Linked DNA regions of Anas platyrhynchos: region 1 is linked to region 2. Evidence: chromatin contacts called from public Hi-C data. All regions are on one chromosome and are shown on one strand. Each heading gives the region's core, a stretch centred on a gene start, on an enhancer-like site or on the middle of the called end of the contact. The rest is flanking DNA. Distances are from core to core; before and after follow the strand shown.

The links. A called contact is a pair of places that touch in the nucleus more often than the background predicts.
Region 1: a Hi-C map of F5 follicle shows a contact between it and region 2, with 2.5 times the contacts expected there. The contact joins two enhancer-like sites. A contact is called at or near these places in 5 of 8 Hi-C or Micro-C datasets (F5 follicle, skeletal muscle, small yellow follicle and 1 more).

The regions. Positions count from the first base shown.
Region 1 is chr1:153,857,299-153,861,998 of IASCAAS_PekinDuck_T2T, reverse strand. ABCC4 (ATP binding cassette subfamily C member 4 (PEL blood group)) reads right to left here. Exons shown (of 31, transcript XM_027443227.3): 9 at 4,259-4,363. Among named protein-coding and RNA genes, the nearest start is that of ABCC4, 30 kb to the right of the region's middle. Within about 2 kb of position 2,343, at least 2 of the 8 cell types and tissues checked have an H3K27ac peak or open chromatin away from gene starts, as enhancers often do. A contact at or near this core is called in F5 follicle, where this site is marked.
Region 2 is chr1:153,784,400-153,788,884 of IASCAAS_PekinDuck_T2T, reverse strand. All of the region lies in intron 1 of CLDN10 (claudin 10), which reads left to right. Among named protein-coding and RNA genes, the nearest start is that of CLDN10, 13 kb to the left of the region's middle. Within about 2 kb of position 1,509, at least 3 of the 8 cell types and tissues checked have an H3K27ac peak or open chromatin away from gene starts, as enhancers often do. A contact at or near this core is called in F5 follicle, where this site is marked.

The sequences.
Region 1 (4,700 bases), core at 1,094-3,593, 72 kb before region 2:
CTTGTCACTAGTCTCCACCTGGACATCCAGCCATTGATCACAGCTCTTTGAGTGTGACCATCCAGAAAATTCCTTATCCACTGAGTGGTCCATTCTTCTAATCCATGTCTCTCCAACTTAGAAACAAGGATGTCACGTGGGACAGTTTCAAATCCTTTGCACAAGTCCAGGTAGATAGATGACATCAGTTGCTCGTTTATCAGTGATGTACCTATCACTGCAGCCAAGGCTGCCCTTGAGCTCCACATTCCCCACCTGTCCCTTCTTGTTGGCTAGGATGATGACCAGCATAGCACCTGCTTTCATTTGCTCCTCAACCATGTGGAGAAAGAAGTTAACACTGACACGCTCCAGGAACTTTCTGGTTTGCTTATGCCCTGTTGTGTTGTCCCTCCAACAGATATCAGGGTGGTTGAAGTCCTCCTCTATGAGGACCAGAGCTTATGAGAACATGAGGCTGCTCCTATCAGTCTGTAGAGGATCTCACTTGTTCAGTCTTCCTGGTGAGTGTCCTGTAGCAGACCCCCACTCTAACATCACCCGTCCCAGCCCTCCCTTTAATCCTGACACACAAATCCTGCCAGCTCCTCATCTACCCCCAGGTGGAGCTCCATGCAGCTGGTCATTGACAGACGGTGGCACCCCCTCCTCATCCCCTTTATTTCTTATGAAAAGGAAGGATCCTCATGTCTTTAATAGCTACTGTAAACCTCATAGCTAAGGGTCTGGTGCAGCTCCCCCTCACTAAAGCAAAAATCCCTTGTAACAGGGTTTGCCCTTACATGCATCTGAGGCTGCCCTAAGCGTGACTGACACTAAAATGCAAACAGCAAAATACTAGCATTAAAAAAAAAAAAAAAAAAAAGCGCTGGATATTGCTAGTATTTCTATTAAACAACCACATTAAAGCCCAGCCCTAAAATTCAGAAGAAGGGCACAATGGCCCCTCCAAGCTACTGACAGGCTGCTTAAAGTCTCCAGCCACCCTCTGACATGCGGGAGGCTGAGAAGGCTGTCACCTGTCCCTGCAAGGAAGCTGCCCGGTGACCCAGCTCTGGGACTGCCCAAAGGGGAAACTTGCAACTAGCTGCTCCAAATGATCTGGGAGAGACGTAGGTGCGGTATCCATCCCACCTGTGACAGCTGGACTGACACACACGTGCCTCCTCAGGCCAGGAGAAATGCTCGGTGAAGCAGGAGGGTCCTCAGAGCCCAGTGGCACACATCCCGTCACAGCTGCCAGCTCTCTGTATGAAATCAGAGTCACGCAGCAAGAACCCAAACCTGTGTGTGCTGTGCCACCCCGCACACCTACTGTTGTTGCTGCTGTTATCCCCACGAGGTGGCAGCAACAGGGATCTTTTCTTTTTTCTCCACACCATCAGCATTTTGCCATGAATGTGCTTTCTCAGCCTAGAGTGCACGCACAGGCACGGTTCAGGTACTGAACTGGAGGTAAGGTCAGAATTCCACTAGCTGGTGGCAGCCAACGCATTTTTTAATGCAAGGTTTGTAGGATGAGGAATTATCTTTTAATAAATAGATCTGAAAAATCGATTTTACTTAGAAGAAAGTACTTAGAAAAGTAAATAAGCTGTTCCACACACCCCTCCACAGCCCCTCTTCAGACCTCTTGATGTTGTTTCTGTATTCACAAGAGAGCAATGGGACTTCCACCCATGCCAAGGTTTTCAAAACAAAATACTGTAAGATCCTACGAATAATGTTAGAAAAACATCAAAATAGAAGTTTTTAAATTACCAAGTTATTATATATTAAAGCAGTACTCTAAGATGTCACAGACCCTACAGAGAAGCAGTAATGCAAGCAAAAAGCACAGCCATGAGGGCATGGTATTTCTGCAAAATAGCACTCCATAATTAAAGGCAGTTTGTTCTATTTTTAGGCAGCGAGGCACTAAAATTAGAGCCCAGACTGATGTTACAGCTAAGTTCACCTGACAGCTAATTGTCACCAAATGTCCCAGCTCCCCTGCGCCCTGTCAGCTACACGTCTGTCACCTCCCTTCTGCTGCTGCTTCTCCTGGCCTGACCTTGCAGATGTGTTGTTGTTCACGGGACTCGGCTGTCAGAAAACAAATCAGACAAAAAGGGTTTCATTGCTTTATCCCTGTGAAGAGCCTCACCATGGGGTCACACATCATCGCCAACACAAGGCAGGGAACAGGGGCACAGAGCGGGAGGACAGAAAGATACGGGACTGATCCCTTCAGCAGCAGCAACTCCTTCAGTGAGCCTGGGCAGACCTCACACCCTGCGGCCAAATGAAAGAAGTAATTCATCCCATCTAAGGGCTTCAGAGCTGATCTATTACACAGAAGTACTACACTGCTTAAGCTCTTCATTTGAGCAACTAAAATTACAAGGGATACATTTGGCCTCTGTTCAAATTCCTGAATTTTCAAGTTTTTCAGCTGAGCACACAGACTGTTCTGTAAACTAAAGGCACGTCAGGAAAAACCCCGTATTGAAGAGTCCCCAGTTCCATGCTGCTATCAGACCAGCCTGTGGAACTCAGATAAGACTTGCCTCGGTAAAACAAGAGTGTGACCGTGAATTAATTGGTTTTATTTATCTTTTGATAAACTGTAATACACCATGTTAAGTTGTTTTCCTAAAACTCTATCTAATAATCCCTTTTTTACTTCCAGTGATTTTGGATTTGTGGGTTGTTGTGGATTTTTTTGTTTTGTTTTGTTTTTAAGTACCTATTTGGACTCATAATCTTTAAAAATAAAATAAAAATATAATCCAATCTTTTGGATGTTGCTATACAGAGAGCCAAAGAGTCATGAGAAACCCAGATACAGTAGCAGCAGGCTGAATTGGTTACTTGACAAAGTATAGCATATTTTTATTATTCCTTTCATAACTTGCCTCTCACAGAACTCTCCCATCTTTTCAGTCAGCAACTCCATAAAATTATTTTGCCTTATTGTAGAAGCGTGTAAGAGAAATGTTCTGAACTGCTGGTATAGTTCCGGGAGAACTATTCTTCTGCTATGCACATTTCACTTAAATATCAAAATGAAAATTACATTAAGTTTTCTTTTCTTTTTTTAAACCAAAAGGAATCTAGTTAATTCCGGTCATGCTATTCAACTTCTCCTAATATAAATAACTCCTGAAAAACCCAAAGGTGTTCTACGGACATATTATGCAACCATTTCCTATAGATTGTTAGCAGTGGTATAATATTGGTTTGGGGAGAAAACAAAGGCTGAGAAATACATTCCACCCTGCACCAGACTGCATTCACTATTAAATATTCCACGTCACTTAATTAAAAAGTTTGGTCAATGTCTCTGAAAGAATTCATGTCACAGAGAAGCTCTGAGAAAGTAAAGCATAATAACGTAGCAATTTAGTTTTATAGCTGAGTAGTATTGTAAGGTGGATCCTCTCATATATTTTCACACTTTATCTTCCTTGGGACACAGCACATGTGAGGGGAGGAGGGTGTATAAGGGGAGATCCGTGAGATGTCTTATTTGCATTACATTTATATGCAAAACTCATTTTTAGAGCTTCCAGCATTTCTGATGGAGACTGAAGCTTCCCTTGTGCAAGGACACTGGCAGCTCATAATAACTCCAGCAACTCACCACAAATTGCTGCTTCTCGTAACAACTGTATTTTTAAAAAACAGAATCAACACTTGCCTCTCTTGGAGAAAAGGATACATAACAGATGTATCACCTCCGTATTGTCCCTTTTCTAGTCATTTTGGTGGCTTTGGCATATTTTAAGAACGAGCAATTTGCAGCTGAACAACCTCAATTAAAACACACAGAGTAACAAGTTCTTGGAGATTCGTCCCTAAAGCTTTCAAATCTGTTACATGAAGTATAATATTGTACTGCTCCTACACTAACGAACCAGTCAGCGTTCAGTTCACAAGAAAAAAACAACAAAAAACATCATACACTAAGGCCTGCTGTACTGTGCTGTCTGTCCTTAATTCCAATGTAAACATCTAAGCTGCAGTATGATGCTGTTAAATGAGATATTTTCCCATAGAAACGTACAGATTTTCATTTAGTATAAAATTCAAGAGCAGCTACTTCTAAGATGCACTTGATAGTGTTTTAAATCTATTCAACAGAGGTAGTTTAACATACTAAAAGGTTTCTCCTGCACCAATACAAAGCAACAGCGCACCATACAGAGACATACTGCTTTGTAGGCTCAACATGCCTGCAGCACCAGTACGCCCTTAACATTTAGTAGAAGTTTACCTTATCCCAATAGCAAGTCAAGTCCTGAACATGAAGAATGACATTGTCATTACTACCATGCAGCTGGGGCTTGAAGTGTGAGACCTCATCAAGTATCAGGAAGTTCTGCAATAAAAGAAAAGGTCGGGTTACTGATGTGAGACTGGGAATGAGAAAGGAAGCCAAACACATGTTTTTCTAAGCAGCATACAAAATGTTATTGATGAAAAAATAAACACACCGATAAAGGAATTCCAAAGCAATGCAAAACCCATTCAGACAATGCACCTCTAAGAGCTAACTATCCCAGAGATCACGCAGAAGTGCAGATTTCACAGCGTAACAGTACTGTGGAACTCTACCAGCAACCTGCTCAATAACAAGATCTCTGAAGCACATAGAAATAAAAAAAAAGAAATTTTTCATGGATAACAGTTACAAGTTGGAGACAAAAGACAGAACA
Region 2 (4,485 bases), core at 260-2,759:
AGCCAGCCCAGTGTGGAACTGCTGGGCCAGAGGGCAGGGAGGGAGCTCTTGACAAAGCAAAGAGACCACAGCCACCCAAAATACATCAGCTTAATGGAAGCAGATCATTAGGAGGCACTGGAAACAAAAAAGGTCAGTAGCTTTGTCTGAAGAAAGAGCAGAGCCCCAGTCACGGCTGCTGCAGGGTGTCTAGCCACCACGAGCAAGCCCTTTATAGGCACCCCCAAAGTAGCACCAACATGGGCCCCAGTGTGCTTAGGGTCCCTGACGCTGTGGGTGCAGGATTTCAGCTCAGTGGGTGTGATGATACACCTGAGATAGGAAGTCCTGCACTGCATGACCATTTCCAGGACATTCACCCCCTCCAGGCTGGTGCCAGAGGAGCTGTCTAAGCACAGCAGAGGAGTTGGCCTGGGCTCAGGGCAGAGATCATGTCTGGAGGAAGGCTGGAGGCAGAAGTCTTAGCAAGGACATGTACTCAGATCACCGCTCCTCCTTCCCCACTGCTCTTAGCTGGTAACATGCAGACAAGCTACTGGAAAGCAAAAAGCGAGCCTGTGAGGTGCAAAGGCTCTGCCCTGAGCTGCTGGTGACATTTTTGCCCCCACCGTCAATATGGGAGAGATTGGGCCAAGCTCTCTGCAATCTCAGCAAAAGCTAACCACTTGACCAGAAGAAATTAGATCGTTTCCAAAAACTTGTAGATTTCAACCCAAAGAATGTTGAAGAGGGAGAAGAACTAGAAAATAAAAGTCTTTTAGCACTTGGTTATTGCTTTAAAAGAAGAAGGAATGACAAGGAAAAGTCTGTTTCCAAACACTCATTTCTATTATACATGAGTCATGCGAAGTGATTTTTAGAGCCAGAGATTTTCTCACTGGCATTGCTCATTTTTCTCAGTAAGTGAAAGAAATAGCATTATTTTAAGGTCTGAAGTTCACTGGGTTACATCTGCTTTCACTCAGTTCTACCAATAGCAATATTTTCTAAATGGACCTGTTTCTTTTTTTTTCTTCTTCTCTCAACATCTTTGCAGTCTTACTGTCTCCTTCATGCCACTAGCAAAGACAGGCTCGTAAATCAGTTCAGCCTTATGTCTGACCCAGCGCAGTTGCTCAAATAACGTTTGTATAATCTAACCCTTTCTCTACCTCAAATTATGAACCTTCTTCTCTCTAAACAACTTAATGGAAACTCAGCACTAAAAACAATCCCACCTGCTTCTGGCTAGCTCTTGGTTCTGTGTAGCTGGACCAACAGGGATTACTCCAATATCCAGGGGCATCTCAGTTAGGAGTCAGGCAAAGCATGTCATATAGATAGTACGCTGTTGCAAAATTAAATTAAAATAAAATAAAACAAATCAAAATGCAAGAGCCTGCCTGTGTCTACAATGTGAGAGTGTTTCTGCTCCCAGGCAGGAGCCTCTGCTGCAGTACTGTGTCCAGTTTGGGTACTACACTTAAAGCACGCTGCAGAGCACTTGGAAATAACACAGATAAGAGCAACCAGAATCGCTAAGGTTTACAAAACATGACCTATGAAGAAAGACTGGAAGAGTTAAGATTGTTTACTCTAAAGAAGATTAAACCGAGTGTAGGCACGAAAATAACCTTCAAATACGTAAAAAGTGGCTGCAAACAGGATGAAAAGAATCAGTTCCCCTTATCCAGTGGCAATGCCACAGGAAGTGGTGGGCCTGAGTTGCTATGAAGATGATGATCAATTTCAGCATTGTACCCTAAAACCAACTGTCCCTTTTCATCTGTCTACAAGCAGACTAGATCTAACCCTTAGCTTAATTTTGTTACCCTGTGGTTACCTGAACCAGTTCAACCTTGTACCCTGTGGTCTGTTTAAGTCACCAGAAGTGCAATGTCCTTTCCTCTTCCCTCTCTGACTCCCATTTGCAGCCTGCTTAGCTGGAAAGCTTTAGTTCAGAAAAGATGATTTATCAGTTATCTAAGGTCCACTTGTTGGTAGCCCTTGGTCTACAGAGGTCTTTCGGTGGACTTCTGGTCTGCAAAGGTTGGTTAATAATATTAAATCCTCCTGCACTTTCTTTATGTACACTTCCTACTTTTTGTCTGAATTCAGGGTAGGCTTTTTCCCCTGTGCTTGTAGAGCACATAGTTCTGTGTAACATACTTGTTCCTTTGACTTGGCCTAGATATTGCTGAGTAATCTGCAGCCCTGAGCAAAGGCAGCACACTCACATTTATCCTATGTCATTTCTCTGTGCTATTTTCATTGCCAAAAAATATTCTTCTAATGTATCTGAAGCAGCCTGAACTGGAGGAGACAGGGAGGCAATACAGGCCAAAACGCTTGAAGTACTCAAGCTGTACGTATCTTCCTTGTATCAAATATAAACAGCATGTAGATTAGGATCTGAACAAAAACATCCAGCTAATGGCCAGCTCTCGGAAGAGTCAAACAAGGCTGGCAGGGAGAGGCAATGCTTCAAATAAGCTTAATGTCCTCTATAACAGCTGAGATTTGCCATGAGATTACTATCTTGTGTACAGAACAAAGATTCACTCATAAATAATCTTGAATGGTGTAGGTCCCATATTTCTCCCTTTTCCCTGTCGAGGAAATATTCTCCTGCTTCTTCAGGCACTTGAATTCGACTGATTCCCACCCTGACTCAGCAGATACCTGCTGGTGAATCCTACCCTACCTCAGATCCGGTGGATGTAATTCGTGCCCACACCTTTCAGTCCAAACAAAAGTGCAATTTCCTCCTTTCCTGCTGCAATACCTTTTGCACATTTCACATCCCTCCCTTGTCGCAGGCAGACTGCTCGAAGGAAGCAAGACTTCGCCCCGAGCTGCTGCAGGGGTACAGTAGTGCAGCCCTTAAAATGCCCCCTCAAATTGAGGACCCCCTTTCCATCCCTCAGTATTCGGTCTTCACTGAGTAGACCTTTAACTGAGCAGGACCCAAACTATCCTTGATGTGCAAAGTGTGTGTCACTGTCTCTTTTTCCACACAGCTAGGATGCGAAATCCACGTTCTTCTCTAGCCATCTTGTGGTGATGGGCATGAGTATGGAAAACAAGCCTCTGACAGGCATTTGCTGGCAGCCTGGGTCTCCCTCATGCCAGAGAACAGCAGCTATTTCAGAAACTAAGCCTGCCACCTATTCTTCGGAATGGCCTTACATAAAACATGCTGTGTGCGCGCATGTGCATACTCAAACTCAAGCTGTCTCCCAGGCTCTCACAGCTTGTTTTCATCACGCAGAAATAACGCCATCCTTCTTGAAAGAATGATACCAGGACAGTGGAGGAGTAGTTACCGTGGGCCAAAAGGTTAATCAAGGCTGGTGAAGTTGTTTAAAGCCATATAGTTGGCAGGCCACTCAGGGGAATCAATGGACATTTTCATAAAGCATTTAATAGGAATGCACTGAGACAATATAAACCCTGTCCAAAGGAGCCCTTTGTTGAAGTGTTGGCAGCATATCTCGGGCTGGAGTCAAATAAATTAGTCATCAGATAAATCAGTCATGCCAGCTGTGAAAGTGATACCAAAATAAACAGAATGTTTTAGTCAAATCCGTGAAACAAAAGGATCAGCAAATCTGGTTTAAAATTCTCCCATGTAATTGATGCATAATTAAGCTGCTAACATGAATGCAAGTGTGCTGTTCCAGAGTATGTGACGATGAAGATTGTATCTTCGAAAGTAAATGGGGATCTCCGGATGCTATTAAAAGTAGTTTTTGAAATGCTGGTTCCAAGTACCTAGTGGCAAAATCCAAGAAATTCAAAGCCTGAGTCATTCCTACTTTGCTGCAGTGTTGATGCCAGGGAAACGCCACAAATTCTGATGGAGCTATACCAGGCTCAGGCTGAATCAAGCCCTCAGAACTTCATCCTATTAAAAAAGCATTGTCAAAAGTTTTTAAAGGAAAACATCAGGAAATATTTACAGAAAACACATTTCATAACGAAGAAATTGGAGGGGAGGTATAATACCAGCAACTTGACTGCCCAAACATGTTGCCCTAAGTATAGTACATTACTAGGTCTAAAATACGCAAATAGCCTGATCTCTTTTATTTTTTTCTTGTCCCAAAATAATAATAAAAGACGTATTAGTGATACCTTTATAGTTATCCCAATTATCCTTCTATTTAGCTGATATTATACAAACTATTTTCATATATGTTTATATATAATTATTTATAACTATTTACAACTATTTTCATGTATAGTTTTTAAAAGCTGCTTCCATAACCAGTGCTCCCACCCCCCTCCTTGGGATGCCTGTTAGACAGGACCCAAGTGCTGGCAGGGAAAAGCGGGGCACAGGAGCCCACCAGCTGCAGCACCGCAACCAGGCTGCTGTTTGTGAGAACAAAGAAGGACTTTTTAAAATGGGCTGAGAAAGTTTAAAATGTTGTGAGGAAGCTCCTCTTATCTAGTTAACATTTGTGTCAAATAGCTGCTATCTCAGACCAAAATATTACGCTT